Regions from separate parts of the Mus musculus genome. Here region 2 is linked to region 1. A link is a contact called in public promoter capture Hi-C data. All regions are on one chromosome and are shown on one strand. Each heading gives the region's core, a stretch centred on a gene start, on an enhancer-like site or on the middle of the called end of the contact. The rest is flanking DNA. Distances are from core to core; before and after follow the strand shown.

Evidence for each region. Promoter capture Hi-C pulls out the DNA fragments that hold promoters and counts their contacts.
Region 2: a promoter capture Hi-C map of pre-B cells shows a contact between it and region 1. The contact joins the promoter of 9230114K14Rik here to the promoter of Cpeb2 in region 1. A contact is called at or near these places in 1 of 39 promoter capture datasets (pre-B cells) and 1 of 484 Hi-C or Micro-C datasets (CD4 T cells).

Annotation. Positions count from the first base shown.
Region 1 is chr5:43,231,827-43,234,526 of GRCm38.p6, forward strand. It overlaps Cpeb2 (cytoplasmic polyadenylation element binding protein 2), which reads left to right and starts at 1,427. Exons shown (of 12, transcript NM_001368806.1): 1 at 1,427-2,700. The coding sequence starts at 1,637. The region is part of intron 1 of Gm7854 (predicted gene 7854); the gene reads right to left.
Region 2 is chr5:52,189,260-52,191,959 of GRCm38.p6, forward strand. It overlaps 9230114K14Rik (RIKEN cDNA 9230114K14 gene), which reads left to right and starts at 1,422. Exons shown (of 4, transcript NR_015537.2): 1 at 1,422-1,678. Dhx15 (DEAH (Asp-Glu-Ala-His) box polypeptide 15) reads right to left here and starts at 1,287. Exons shown (of 14, transcript NM_007839.3): 1 at 1,021-1,287. The coding sequence starts at 1,091.

The sequences.
Region 1 (2,700 bases), core at 177-2,676:
TATCATGCTAATTTCTGAAGTAAATGAATTTTATAAAATATGTTTTTGGGAAACTTAGCTTATTAATCACACATAGATCTTATAAAGTATTTTCTTTTTGAAGTGCTGTTCTCTTTTTACTGATTATTTGACTTGCATACTTTTGAAATAAGATGAGGAACCAAATTCAACTGACAGGGGCTTCAGAAAGACATCTACCTAACTTCCTTAAGAGACTAGTAAGTTACAACATCATTAGTCCAGTCTGAATCAACTTTCTGCAAACTGTTGAGATTTCAGTAGGTATTTCTGGAATCCATTCAGTAATTTCAGTTTTCTAAGCACCAGGAAAACTTAAAAATAAAAACTAAGAACATACAATTCTTTATTATGTCGTGTGGATCAGTTATCATTGGACTAAACAGTCAAGTGTGGTTTTCTCTGTGTAAAATGTTCCTGTGGGGAGGAATTACACTGGATTAAGTCCCCATCCAGCGCTCCTCTGTCTACATGGAAAGCCTTTCCCCTTCCACTTTACAAGCCTCAACAAGTCCGCTGCTGAGTCACAATCTCCTTTCCCCCCTGATGTGAGAAATCTTTCTCCCTTGAAAATTAATAAAGCTTCGGAAATGTTCCGATGAGAGTCTCCCGGGGGAAGGAAGCCAGAAAGAACTTGTAGAGGAGGAGTCCGGCACCCCTGGGTTGTGGTGACAGCGCACCCAGGGCTTGCAGCAGCGGGGCCAGGAGGAGCTGGTCTCAGAACCTACTCAGAGCTCTCCTGCGCGAGTAACCACGCAGAGCCCTGTCGGCTCCCAGACTTTGTTCCCCTTGCTGAAGTGGAAATGTTTGCTGCAAAAGGCGCCGGTGTTTCGCGTTTTACTCTTAAAAAACAAACAAAAAAAAATGCCTTCCAGCGGTGGCAAGGGTGGGTGACAGCACGCGCGGCTCGCACCCGACCACAGAGCATGGGACCTTCTAGAGTCCTGCAAGCTTAGCGCCCTAGTCCTGCTAGCAGGTCTGGGACAGCGGCACTTCACGTGACCCCAGGGGCTGGGACAGGGCGGGGCCTGAGGAGGGGGCGCGTGCGACAGGGGACAGGAGGGGCGGTTGCCCAGGAACCGTCCGCAACGCCCGCGCGTGCTCGCCTCCGTGCGCACGCGCACGGTGCTCGAGACCCATTAGCCGTCTCCCCAACTTCCACCGGCTTTTTTTTCACCCCCTTGGGCTCCATTCAAGGTCCTGGACTGAGGGACGCGCCGCGCGCGCCCGCTGCCTCGCAGGGTCCACAACGCACGCTAATGAGGGGCGGGGCGGGGCGAGGCCGGCGGCGGCGGCGGCGGCGCGCTCGCGCGTGCCAGGGCGCGCGACAAGGGGCGGCGCGATTGTGAGGTGGCTGCTGACGCACGTTCCGGGGTTCTTAAGCGGCGAGGGCGGCGGCGGCCGAGGCAGCGGCGGTGGTGCCGGAGCCGGTTCCGGGAGGCGGCGGTGGCCTCCGTGAGGGGCGGCGGGGCCCCAAGTCGGTGCCCCGGCTCAGTCACAGTGTCCCTTTCCCATTGACCCCATCCTTCCACCACGGCCGCGCCGCCACGGCTCCCGGGGCTTTCTAGGCGGGGCAGGGGACGGGGTGCGTCTCCTGCCGCGGCCGCCGGCCTGATAAATGCGGGACTTCGGGTTCGGGGTGCTGCACACTGCCCTGCTGCGCAGCGGCAGCCCACGATCCTCGCCCGGCGGCAGCGCCTACCGGCCCTTCGCCGCCGGGCCGCCCGCCACGCCCTTCGGCCCGCTGTCGCCGCCGCCGTTGCCTGTCACCGGCTTCTCCGAGGCCGCCTCCCCCTTCGCCATCCCCTCGGGCGGCGGCGCGGCCAGCTCAGCCGCAGCTTCCTCTTCCTCCCCGCTCGTGGCGCATCCCCAGGCCGTGCAGGATGAGCTACTGCTCGGGCTGACACAGCAGCCGACGAGGCCGCTCTCGGGGGCGGCGGCCGCAGAGCAGCTCCCCAGCCACCACCCCGGCGGCGGCACGAACGCGGGTGTGACCCACCTCCTCCCCTCCCAGGACTTCAAACCGAGTCTGCACCACCCCTCCTCCTCCTCCGCCTCCTCCTGCTGCTGCTGCCGCACCTCCTCCCCGCAGGACTTCAGTAAGCGGCAGCAGCAGCAGCTGAGCAGCCAGAAGAGGAAAGAGTTGAGCCCGCCACACCGTCCCCACCCTCCGGACGCGAAGCCGCCGCCGCCGCCGCCGCCGCTCCACTGCCCCGGCCGCTTCAGCCCAACACCGCCAACGCCGCCACCACCGCCCGGGCCGCTCCTGCAGTCGGCGCCGCTCGCCCAGCGCTCTCAGCCGTTCAGCCTCCCGCACACGCAGCACCTCCCGCCGCAGGACTTCGCCCAGCGGCAGCGCCCGGTCGACCTGCCCCAGCTCCCGCAGCTCCCGCCCTCGCCGCCCGCAGCTCCGCGGCGCCGCCACGGAGGCGCGGGAAGCCCTCGCCAGACCCCGGCCGCGGGCGAGGGCAGCGCCGCCGAGCCCCCCAATGCGGGCTTGCCCCCCTCGACGCCGCCGGTGAACCCCGCGCCGGGCTCCATGGAGTCGCCCAACCACCCTCTGCTCAACAGCCCCAGCACCCTCCTGCCCGGCGCGGCGCTCGGCACCAGCGCCTTCAGCAGCCTGCAGAGCCCGGACCTGCCGCACCCCGGCGGCGGCGGGGGCGGGGGACCCCCCGGAGG
Region 2 (2,700 bases), core at 172-2,671, 9.0 Mb after region 1:
CAATATTTCAACCTAAGGAGAGCGACAGAACGCATCCTATCCTGACCTATTCTCACACTGGTAGTTAGAAATCAATCCCAAAGGACTTTCCGTTAACAAAAACTCAAGAGACCACACATCTGACTTGACAGCGAGTCGGTGTCACAAGACATAAGAAAATGATAAAATCCTACAACTGTTTTGGACATTTGGACTTCCGTGGATATATTTTTTAATTAACCCAACAGATCCCTGTACTGCCGAAGCATAAACATACAACTAATTAAAATGGGAGGGTAGGAATATAAACAAAAGTACATTTTAAGTATGAACTGTGAAAGAAAAGACTGGAAAATGATAATACAACTGCTTACTTGCTAAATGCCCTGTCTTTGCGAAAAGTCTAAGAAAAGGAACTAAAATGCCAGACCAGGAATCGGTGTAAGCCTTTCTCAATCTGCACGTGGGTGTTGTTTGTTCAAACACGCTTAAGATCACTTTTTTGAAAAGTGCGTCCAAAGTGGGGAGGAGATAGAAATAACTTCCAGAGCGGAGGGGGAAATACGTGTTTTCACAGGCCTACCCCAGTGATGCTACTTAAAAGCAAAGCCGGCTTTTAAGCAAAGCAGGAAATAAAGGAGATGGCGGGAGGGCAGGCAGAGGGCGGAAGTTGGCAACGGCCTCTCCTGAAGTGCCTCAATGGAAGAAGGCCCTTCGTCTCCCGCCAAACAGTGCGCCCCGAGGTCGGCTCGCCTCTATCCTCCCCCAAAACAGACAGCGCCCGCCGCCGCCCACGGGGGCAGTGCCCTTGGCCATCCGGTTCCGGCTGCGGGCCTCACGCGAGCACCGAGGCCTCGCGGCCCGCTCCGCACGCCCGCCGTTCCGCGGCCTCGTGGCCGCCACAGGCCGCTCGCCCCGGCCGCACACACTCGGCACGCGCCCCAGCCGGCCGACGGCAGACAAAGGCTCGGCAGCCGGGCCTGCTCCCCGCCACCATCCAACAAAGCCCGAGCCGCGACTGCGCGCCCCGGCCTGGCTTACCCATCGGTCCCCGCACGCTTCTTGCCGGAGGGGTAATCCTCCCCCAGGTCCAACCGATGCCTCTTGGACATCCTCGCACTCCCAGAAGCGGACGCTTAGGAAGGAGGGAAGAAGAGAGACTCCGGCAGCCGGATCCACGCACAAGAGGCCCGCGGCTCAACTCGCGGGGACCCCCACCCCTCCCGCCACCACAGCCCGCTCCGTGCGGCCCGAACCAGGAGCTAAAATGGCGGCCGCGACGAGGGCAGGGCCTGCGTGCGCGCCTCCGCGGCGGGCGTGCCGGCGTGGTGCGCGCGCACGCCGTCCGGAGGCGGGAACTCCCGTCCCGCCCGCTGTGCGATTGGCTGAAATGGCTCTGAGTTCCCGCGGGCTCCTCCCTTTCCCCTCGCGTCTCTCTGAGAGCTGATCTGAGCTGCTGCTAAGGACCGAAACGCGCCTCAAGCTGTCACTTGCCGCCTGGAGTTCGTTGGGAAAGTTGAAAAAGCCTAGTCCTGTTTAGGAAATCTATCCAGCTGTGTATATACTTTTTGCTTTTAGGGTATGAAGCTCAGGAAGGATAAGAAAAACAAGATCACACAGCTGGCAAGTGGCAAAGCAGGACACAATTTATAACTCCAGAACGAGAATTTGCAGTTGTTGCGCCAGATGCCCTGTAGCGGTGAGAAAAAATGTTAACTTTAATTACTGTGACTCGTTTTGTCCATTCACCCCAGAACAGATAACATCTATTTGTTCAAGGTATAGGTGTTTTGTATAGGGTTCAGAAAATTGGAGGTAATCGCACTGGGCACTGTATTTTGCCTCCAATCCTCTGCCCTAATCTTGCTCCGTTTGTGTGTATATGAGTGCATATTAGGCACTCAGAGACATTAGCCCTATCTCTGTCCTCGTTTGGTTTGGTTTGGTTTGGTTTTTTGAGACAGGGTTTCTCTGTGTGGCTCTGGCTGTCCACAAACAAGCTCTGTAGAAGAGGCTAGCCTGGAATTCAGAGGTTAGGCTGTCTCTGCCTCCCAGTGCTGGGACTAAAGGCGTGCCCCAGCATGCCTAGTTGCTGTGCTCCTTAGTAGAGTGAACCCTGAAAGACATTTTATAGACATGGTTACCTGGACTGAAGGAAATCAACAAATAGCTCATCCATTAAGACTCCACTGTAATGGCAAGTTGTTGAGGCAAGGTGACACTTAAGAGGTTGTGTATCTTTCTCCCTTCAGCCATTGTGCATACTCAATTACATTCATTTCCAGAAGTGTGGGCGAAAGAGGTCTAAGGATCAGCCCAAATACAGGGTATCACTTCATGTCAAGACTCTCCTTTGCTGCTCCTTGGCTCTAGTCCCTCGAAAATTCTCAGAAGGATAATCTCTAAGATTAAATACAACAGAAACACAACAGATGATATTGTAACTTTCACAATATCCAACACAACTGTCTAAATGTACATTGACAACCTGTTAGGCTAGATATGGTAGTGAGTACCTTTAATCCCAGCACTCCTGAGGGCAGAGCCAAGCAGATTTCTATGAGTTCAGAGTCAGTTTGTTTTACGTAGTGAGTTCCAGGACAGCCAGAACTATATAGTGACTCTCTCTGTCTTTCTCCCTCCCTCACTCCTTCCCTCTCCCCCCTCCTCCCCCCCCCCCCACATGCACTCGAGCGCACACACACACACACACACACACAC